Regions from separate parts of the Triticum aestivum genome. Here region 2 is linked to region 1. A link is a contact called in public Hi-C data. All regions are on one chromosome and are shown on one strand. Each heading gives the region's core, a stretch centred on a gene start, on an enhancer-like site or on the middle of the called end of the contact. The rest is flanking DNA. Distances are from core to core; before and after follow the strand shown. Region 1 holds the start of LOC123041724 (homeobox-leucine zipper protein HOX22). Region 2 has its middle 280 kb from the start of LOC123039315.

Evidence for each region. A called contact is a pair of places that touch in the nucleus more often than the background predicts.
Region 2: a contact with region 1 is called in a Hi-C map of leaf, with 4 times the contacts expected there. The contact joins the enhancer-like site here to the promoter of LOC123041724 in region 1. A contact is called at or near these places in 2 of 5 Hi-C or Micro-C datasets (both in leaf) and 1 of 1 datasets of contacts at active chromatin or transcription factors (leaf).

Annotation. Positions count from the first base shown.
Region 1 is chr2B:586,512,795-586,517,429 of IWGSC CS RefSeq v2.1, forward strand. It overlaps LOC123041724 (homeobox-leucine zipper protein HOX22), which reads left to right and starts at 2,296. Exons shown (of 2, transcript XM_044464295.1): 1 at 2,296-2,862; 2 at 2,958-3,596. The coding sequence starts at 2,419. The coding sequence ends at 3,296.
Region 2 is chr2B:586,861,995-586,866,629 of IWGSC CS RefSeq v2.1, forward strand. No RefSeq gene overlaps it. Among protein-coding and RNA genes, the nearest start is that of LOC123039315, 280 kb to the right of the region's middle. Within about 2 kb of position 2,762, at least 1 of the 8 cell types and tissues checked has an H3K27ac peak or open chromatin away from gene starts, as enhancers often do. A contact at or near this core is called in leaf, where this site is marked.

The DNA.
Region 1 (4,635 bases), core at 1,046-3,545:
GATGAGGCGTATTGTGCTAAGATATCATCTTTTAAATCTTAAATAAAAGAAGACAAACATTTTCTTATAATTACTTTGTTCTTCGTCTCGGCATTTACGCTATGTGACACTCCTAAGATAGCATTATTGTACATGCCCTCATTTGCTGGCTCATGACAAGTACTTCGTCCGTTCGGAATTACTTGTCATAAAAATTGATAAAAATGATGTATTTACAACTAAAATACATCTAGATATATTCGTAATTCCGAACGAAGAGAGTAGAAACAAATACCGTACGAACATGTAGATTTCAGACTCAAATTGCCTACGGATAGGATCGTTCATTCCTTCACGTGACTGATCTTAAAGAGGTAGGTAGATACAGGTGCACAGTACCATGCATATAAAAAAAAAAGAGTAGGTAGGCATTAGCTTGAGCGGGTGCACAGTACCATGCATGCATACGAACGAAAATGAAACACGGACGGATCGAATTCCTTCCCGCCCCCGTCTCGATCCTTAGGACCATGCGGAATTCAAATTGTAGTAGACCAGATGGCATCCACGAGCTCGGGAGGAAGTGAAGGCGTGCGTGACGCAGAAAACAAGCCGTGGCCACGCGGCCAAGCTTTCCATCTCTCCACAAGAAACTGGCGCGACGCCGACCCGCCTCTGGCCCCTCGCCACTCGCGCGGCGCCGCGTGTGCCGCCCCCGCCCGGCGCCCACTCGCGCGCGTACGTGTGGCTGCCTCTGTCCGGCCGGCCGTCGACGTCCGCGGTGGCCCCGCCGCCGCGCGCGCGCCCCATTCTCCTTCTCCTCCTCCTCTCCCTCCTGGTCCCGGCCGGGCTAGCCGGTCGCCTAACCTGTCCGTGTAATAACTGTGCCTTCTACGTACCTTGCACACCTCTCCCTCCTAGCCTGCTACCGCACTCGAGTAAAGTTATCGCCGCGATTAATCACGGTGGTCACCACGGACAGCTACTCAGCTGACCCTGCCCGTGCATAGCACAGCAGCTTGGCACCGCTTGGGCGCCACAGATGGGCGCACACGCGCGCGGCGCGCCGGCTCGATCTCCTCCCTACCCGCGAAAACTTGATCGTACCATTTTCCGTTTCCGCGAGCGTTTGCGTTTTTACCTTTTTTCTCAGAAAAAAAAACTAGCACTGTTGGAATGATCGATACTAGCCTGGTTTTGTTTGTATCGTGCTACTGCGGCTCGAAATGACCTGACCCCCGCCGTTACCGAAGTCGGAAGAACTCCACCAGCGCACTAGCATTCAACAAATAAAGGCAGTTCAGTCGCACCGGGTCACCGCTTTTAACTTACCTGATCTGCTCTAGCACGTTTGGATCGTGGGAGGTCGGGGGCAGCGAATCGCCGGCCTCCGGGTGGAAAACGATCGATCGAGGATAACCTCTGCTCCCCGCACTGACACCCCCAAGTGCTCGCCTATCACGTTCACTTCACCGTATCTATCTATCCTGAGTTACCATGATGTCTCTTCCTGGTAAACGATCGATGGAGTAAACTAGTGGAGCGCACCAGGACAACAGGCGACAAGACCGGCCAACGCGCGCGGCGCGACGCGCTAGCTATAGTGTGCTCTGTGCATCGGCCCGGTCGTTGCAGCCCGGGAACGGGACAAACGCGGCGCGCCACCTCGACGCCCCTTCCGGCGGAAGCCCCCGCACACCTGGCGCCGCGACGGCGACGCGTGCAGCCCCCGACGGAGCTAGGCCCTCTGGGCGCGCACGGCCATTGGTCCTACCTGTTCCTCCTCGGCCCGTCCCCGTCTCCCCGTGGAACACCAAGGCGCACACCTTTCCACCACCCATTGGCCGGCAAGCCCCATGATACACTACTGAGGACTGGGGTACTGCTGATCCTTTCTCGTGCAGCTGATCGATCGATTCGTAGAATCGTAGTACATGAAAATGCGAGAAGTGGACAGACAGAGAAGAAAATAAACGAAAAGAACACGTCCGGTCGACTTAATTTGCAATTCGTAGGCCGGAAGGAAGACTTGAATGAGCAGGAGGAGGAGGAGAAGCAAGATCTTTGCACTCGTGGCCACGTTTCGGGTGCCGATCTCGAGGCTGGAGGATAGACATGGGGGCGCCGTGGTGGGCACAGCTTCTGGCGCCGCTGGATGCGCGACACTTGGCCTGGCGGACGAAAGCGGCTTTGCGCGGTGTCAGGCTGCGTGGGTCCCGCCCGGGAGGTTTCTTTATCCGCCATCGCGAAGACCACATGTTCGCATCTCGCGCAACGCGGACACGTAACGCCGTCCGCCGGTATAAAACCGGCCTCCCGGCGCCGAGAGACAGAGGAAGAGGAACGGACGGCATAGCGTAGGGAGGGGATCCATCCAGATCCAACAGAGCAGAGGAGCGACCGGTCGGAGCAGAGCAGTGGCCCACTGGGTCCGTCGACATGGATTACCACCAGCAACACCAGCAGCAGCACCAGTTCCTGATGCCCCCGCCCGCGTCGCTGCCGGCGCAGCAGCAGCAGCTGTGCGCGCCGATGATGGGCATTGACATGGACATGGACATGGACGAGCAGCTGTGCTTCATGGGGAGGGGCGGCGTGGGGAGGGGGGCGGAGAGGAAGCGGCGGTTCACGGAGGAGCAGATACGGTCACTGGAGTCCATGTTCCACGCGCACCACGCCAAGCTGGAGCCCCGGGAGAAGGCGGAGCTGGCGCGCGAGCTGGGCCTGCAGCCGCGCCAGGTGGCCATCTGGTTCCAGAACAAGCGCGCGCGGTGGCGCTCCAAGCAGCTCGAGCACGACTTCGCCGCCCTCCGCGCCGACTACGACGCCCTCCACTCCCGCGTCGAGTCCCTCAAGCAGGAGAAGCTCGCCCTCGCCGCACAGGTAGCTAATCGCTGCGCACGTATTCTTAATCTCTTCTTCCCTGTACTTACTTGATCCAGCTGCTAACTGGAGTGTACGTACGTACGTGTGTGCAGTTGCACGAGCTGAGCGAGAGGCTGAGGCAGAGGGACGGCGGCAGCGGTGGCGCGGCGACCGCCACCGCCAGCAGCAGCAGCTGCAACGGAGGCGGGCAGGAGCTGGACGACGACAAGAGGAACGTCGTCGCCGGGTGCGTCGACGTCGAGCCCCCCGAGAGCTGCGTGCTCGGCGGGACGACGTGCGCCACGCCGGCGGACGTCTCGGTGTCGGTGGAGTCGGAGTGCGACGACCACCTCCACTACGACGGGGCGGTCTTCCCGGAGTCCTTCTGCGCCACGCCCGAGCTGTGGGAGCCGTGGCCGTGGCCGCCCGTCGAGTGGAACGCGGTGGCTTGAAGCCGTGTAGTGTATACTCCCTCCGTCTCAAAATGTCTTAAGTTTAGTATAAATTTATACTAAAATTAGTACAAACTTGAGACACTTATTTTGAAACGGAAGGAGTACATAATAACCACGTAGGCGGCTTGTGTGTGTAGCTTCACGTACGTGCATGTTGTGCTCGATTTCTCATCTGGTTGGGGTCTTGGGGATACATGTGAGAAGAGGCGAATGGGGACGCGGCAATGTCGGGTGGGTCCGTGTAAGATAGAGGGTGATGCACCTGGATCAAGAGAAGTGACCGAAGTGATAAACCATGGAGGCGACCACCCAGCCAATGGGATCAGTGATTCGGATGCTGCTAAAAATGTTGTTAGTTACTCCCTCCGTTATCAAATACTCCCTCCGTCCGGAAATACTTGTCATCAAAATGAATAAAAGGGGATGTATCTAGATGTATTTTAGTTCTAGATACATCCTTTTTATCCATTTTGATGACAAGTATTTTCGGACGGAGGGAGTAGTATTTGTCTTTCTAGATATTACAACAAATGACTACATACAAAGCAAAATAAACGAATGTACATTCTAAAATATGTTTAAATACATCTGTATGTTGTAACCATTTGAAATGTATAGAGAGACAAATATTTGGGAACGGAGGGAGTAGTAGAGATCGTTGGTAGAGTTTGCATCAGCTGTTCTGTTTGTTGTTGCTCCCACTGTGAATTCAAATGTTGGAGGCAGGATCGATCGTTCAATTGATAGTAATATAAAATACTGCTTCTCAACTTTAGGATCTTGTGTAGAGCATCATCAGTAGGTTCTTGTCTAGGATTCTCCAAACGATCATCATGGTTAGCCGTTTTGCTAGGTGATCTACGGATCTGGATGTAATTTTTATTTCTGGTATTCGTTGTACTGCCATGATTGAAGATGAATAGATTGAAAGTTTTTCCGCAAAAAAAAACTTTTCGCATGTTCAAAAAAAAAAATAACTTTCCGCAGCCTGCTTCTTTTTTTTTTAAAAAAATTAACATTTATTTGCAGGTTAAAAAAACTTAACATTAGCGCCTAAAATTGCACTATTTTAGGGTGTGCAACTTTAGAGAAAAATTGATACAACATGTGGTTTATAGGTTATATATAGTTCAACTTAGAGATAAGTTTGGTTAAAGCCTGATTCAAAACCTAAGAAATGTGACTGATTTAAGCAAAGTTAAGACAACCGATGAAATAATACCCATCGTTTTATATTGAAGTTCAAACTTTCAATGTTTTTTAGTGGTATGCTAACTGTTAATGAATCATCCTGAAAAAACAACATGCTGCAAATATGTTTTCTTTTACTTTTGCT
Region 2 (4,635 bases), core at 1,512-4,011, 350 kb after region 1:
CTCCTCCGCTGCTTGTACAAAAAAGAGAAAAGGATTAGAAGAGGAAGAGAGAGATAGAGAGGAGTAGGAGGAGCAACTCACCGGTGGCCATCGGAGTTGGAGCCGACGCGTGAAACCCTAAATGATGCCCGGTGACCTGCTACTGCTTTTCCTGGGACCTCATGTCCTCACGAGGCCCTGTCCCGACGAGGAAGTGCAAGTGGTTGCGTCCATGGCAGATCTAGCCATCGCCATGGATGGCGCTCTGCTGGATCTTCATCTCCTTCCAGCAGCGTAAAAGGAGGAGGGAGGGGCAAGGGAGGGGGTTGTGGTGGGAGAGGAGGTCGCCGGATTTGGGGGAGACGTCGAGGTGCGAGGCCGACTGTGGTGGTGGGTGAGGAAGGGCATCGTGGGTGGGAGGGAGAAGGGGAATAGAGAGAGTGTGGGTTTGGGTTTCGTCCTCCACGCGCTATCTGTATACATGTGTTGGTGGGTCGATAGTAGTAGCGTTGGGTTTATACCCCACACTACTACTATGGCATGTCCCGGGGGGCACGATGCGACCACTTCGTAGTAGCGTGGGCCGGTTTATACCCCGCGCTACTACTACGACATATGTCCCGAGGGGCACTGTGGAGAACACTTAGTAGTAGTGTGGGGTACTATCAAGAGTAGCGCCAGGTTTATACCCCGCACTACTATTAAGCATCTATCTATAAGGTATTTCATAGTAGTGGGAACTGTCAGCTGCCTTCGCACCCCTGGCATCGACGCTCGCGCTGCCGCTCGCAAAGATTTGACCGGAGCTATGGCAGATTTGACCGATGTATGTGTTGTTCAGGGTCCTTTGTCGGCACACACACAGGTACCTAGCGGTGGAAATCATCTGCAACAACGACCATGGCAGTGTCGTCGATTGGTGGATGTTTGGTTCTTCCTCTATGATTTGTTGCACGACACCACGCCTTTCAAGGGGCTGGTAACCATGCCACACTGTTCAACATCTTCAGTCAACCGATGCGCTTCCCGACTGCGCCGGGCATGAGCGCCACCGCTAGGGACGTCATCCAACACGCCATTCCTCACGTTGTAGAGCTAGACAACATGGGCATGGGCGCATCAAACTCGCGGCAAAGGCGGAGACCGTTGGCGAGGCAGCGGGGTCAGGGCTGGACGACATACCAGAGTTGCGCAAGCCGGGGTGTTGGTCCAGCTGGGCGCTCTGGAAGGAAGAAAAACAGGAAAAACACTTCCATGTATGGTCTAGTTCATTTGAGGAAGTTTGAGGGTTCGGTTAGATCCGACCACTTTCTTTAACTCCTCGGTTTTGAGGAGTTAAGGTTTAGGAAAGCATTTGAAGAGTTAGAGGATAAGGGGTCCGCTAGAGTAGCCCCTAGGCATCTAAGATCACACCGCTTTATCTAAAACTGCAATTTCAAAAGAATTGGTACAGATTAGCAAAATATTGGTGCATTTTTTATTTTTTTAATATGAACCAAAAGGTTTTAAAGACAATAGACATGAAAATAAGGAGCCTAATAGGGATGGAGCGTGCCCTGCCTAGTGTTCCTAGAGGGAACGATCGTGTGCCTAGGAAGGCTCCTGCAAGCGTTGTTCGTGCCGGGGAGCTCCTTCGGTTGAACAATGCCTTGCGTCCTGCTCATTGAGGACCACCCACCTCTTCCTCCTCCCTTCACAAGGAGATTACCATGTTGCGGCTCGAGAAACTTGTCATATGTTCAGATTTTTGCTATATTGTGTTAAGAGAGAATTGTCGTGCTATCATGAGGACATGGCAAATGCTGCATAGAGAAGAAAAAAATGACATGCTAGAAAAGAGGATTGTCATGATACAACAAAGAAAACTGTCACACGTGTCCAGAAAATTATCATGCTACAGCTTAGCGAATTGTCATGCTACAAGACAGAAAGTGCTGTGGTAAGCGTGAAAAGTTGTGATGCCATGTTTTGAAAAAAAAAAGAGTTGCCATACTATAACATTTATATAATTGTCATGTGTAAATAGTCTCAAACACGGAGAATTTGCCATGTTATAGCAGTGGCAATGTTTAAAAAACTAAAAACACAATGATAACCACTTGTTCATGATTTAAAAAATGTATAAGAATGCAGAAAATTCGTGTTGTTCGTTCCACGAGCGAGTGCTTTCAGATTCGCGTGGGGATCCGACGCACTGAGAGCGTTCCCTCAAAATACGTTCCAGGGAATGTCAGTTTCATATGATTTTCGAAAAATAATCGCCGGGTGAACACACGTGTATTGGCGCCATCTTTCGTGCTTGCAAAATTCTACGCCCTGAGTCGGACATCCCTTTAAATTTGGGGAACTCAGACACCGTTCATTATCATTAGATAACTAACCGCCCCTGATCGTTGAGTTATCAAAGTATGAACGCCCCTGAACCCTGGGTCTCTCGCCTATGATGACCAGGCCAGGCGCACGGCAGGATGATCTGGCGGGAGCGCTTGGGCCGGAGTACACGTCGAGGAAAGAGACGCCATTGCTCCACGAGTAGCGGTCGGCAGGTCGTTGTCGCCTCGTACGTCGCGATTCCATCCATCCACAGGAGCTGAATACGTGCCAAAACTTTCGTCTTTGGAGCCTAGTAGCATGAAAACATCCGACTCGGCACGCACGTCGTCGACCTTCGATCTTTTCCTCCTGTTCGCTGCAAAACATCGTTTGTCACCGTATATACGGGGCTAGACGGGGTTCTCTTTTCTGGAGAAAACGGGGCTAGATAGGGGCCTAGCTGCCTAGGCCCTAGGGGGGGGGGGGGGGGGGGGGCAGGACCGAGAACGTTCTGGGCTGATGGCCCGGAAACGGGTGGTGAATACGGGTCCTCATGGACTGTGTCAAGACAGGAACGTGAAATGATATGTGGGCGGAGAGCGTGTTCGTGAGAACTCTCCGGCGGTCTCCGCGAGCGGATCAGTTCGTCCGTGGACGTGCAGGATGAGGATAGCACAGGTTGGTTTAATATCTCCGGCGAAGAAATACGGGCCAGTGCGTATCGTATGGTCTGTGCATGCCTTTGTTTATGGTGAGAACTGACTAGCTCCGATCGGGACAAGTCGTGATGATTTTATGTTGGAAATGAATTTGGGATAGGGATTATGTACTAGTGAAGCTGACGAAACACAAATATCACTTGGTAAAGTGGGCGGCGGTCTGCAGGCCGAAGAAGTTCGGTGGTTTGGGGATCACGAATTCGAAATTGATGAACATAGTCCTGCTAACCAAGTGGTGGTGGCGACTAGCCCAAAACGAGAAGAGTCTCTAGGCAGACATTCTTCGGGCGAAATACCTTTCCGGACGGCAACCTGTTTAAGGCCAAGGTCAAGGGATCGGCCTTTTGGAATGGCATACAAGCGGTGAGACCTGCCTTCACGGTTGGGGCCCAATTCTCTGTCAACAATGGAGCGTCCACGCGCTTTTGGCTGGACTGCTGGAGGGGACAATCCCCGTTGTGGCAATCACACCCGAAGCTGTATCAGCTGGCCACTGACACAAACATTTTGGTCGTTGAAGCACTTAGAGTGCACCCTCCGCCGATCTCCTTTTTCAGGCCATTGGAGATAGGAGAGGTGGCGGCCTGGAATGCATTAGTTGCTGAGCTCGAGGGGAGGACTCTCAGTCAGGATAATGACAAGATCTCGTGGAGGTTGACGGCCTCTCAGAAATTCTCGGTAAAATCCTTATACGAGAAGCTCACGGAGGGGAATGAGTTGGACATGTCTAGGGGGGCTGTGGAAGGCTGGCATTCCCCTCAAGATTAAGATCTTTATGTGGCAAATGTTCCGTAATCGACTTCCTACATCGGATAATGTGGCCAAGCGCAACGGTCCGGCGAATGGGACATGCACCATCTGTGGGCCGGGGGAGGATGCTAACCACGTCTTCTTCAGATGCGGTCTCGCTAGATTTGCATGGAGTGCGGCCAGAGAGGCTTTTAACCAGAACTGGAATCCGCAAACTAGCAACGACCTTCTTACCATACTAACCGCGCAGAAGGGTACGAATGCTCGGGTGCTGTGGCGATGCGTAGGAGCGATGCTTTGGTCAATTTGGACCATGCGGAACAAAATTACTATTGAACACAAGTTTCCTGCTCACCCCGCTGATACTCTTTTCAAATGTCATTACTTTCTTACAGGCTTGGGCGCCATTGAGGAAACAGCATGACGAGGGACGCATGATCGAGACTATGGAGAAGATCAAGTGGTGCATGACGAGATCAAGATTACCAACGCTGCAAGCTTGATTCTTTTGCATAATACTTATCTAGTTGCGAACTAAACTATGTTATATCTTCGCCCATGTGAACTGCTAGCTTTATCTTTGCCGGGACTGCGAACCCGCTGAACTTATGTTATTCTGGTTGTAAGGTCGAACTGTTCTGGATGCTGCCTTGTGGCTTTATTAATTTAAAGCCAGACGCACCGTGCGTCTACGTTCCAAAAAAACAAAAAAATGTACTAGTCAAGCCATATATGTATTTCTGAAGAATCCCGGGCTGGCTTGGTTGTTATTGTTCTACAATCAAGCAACATGACCATCAGTGTGTTAGAGTGGTGGTCTCTTGAGAGTTTGTTGCTCTACTTAGTGGTAGTATTTAAAGAGATTATGCACGCC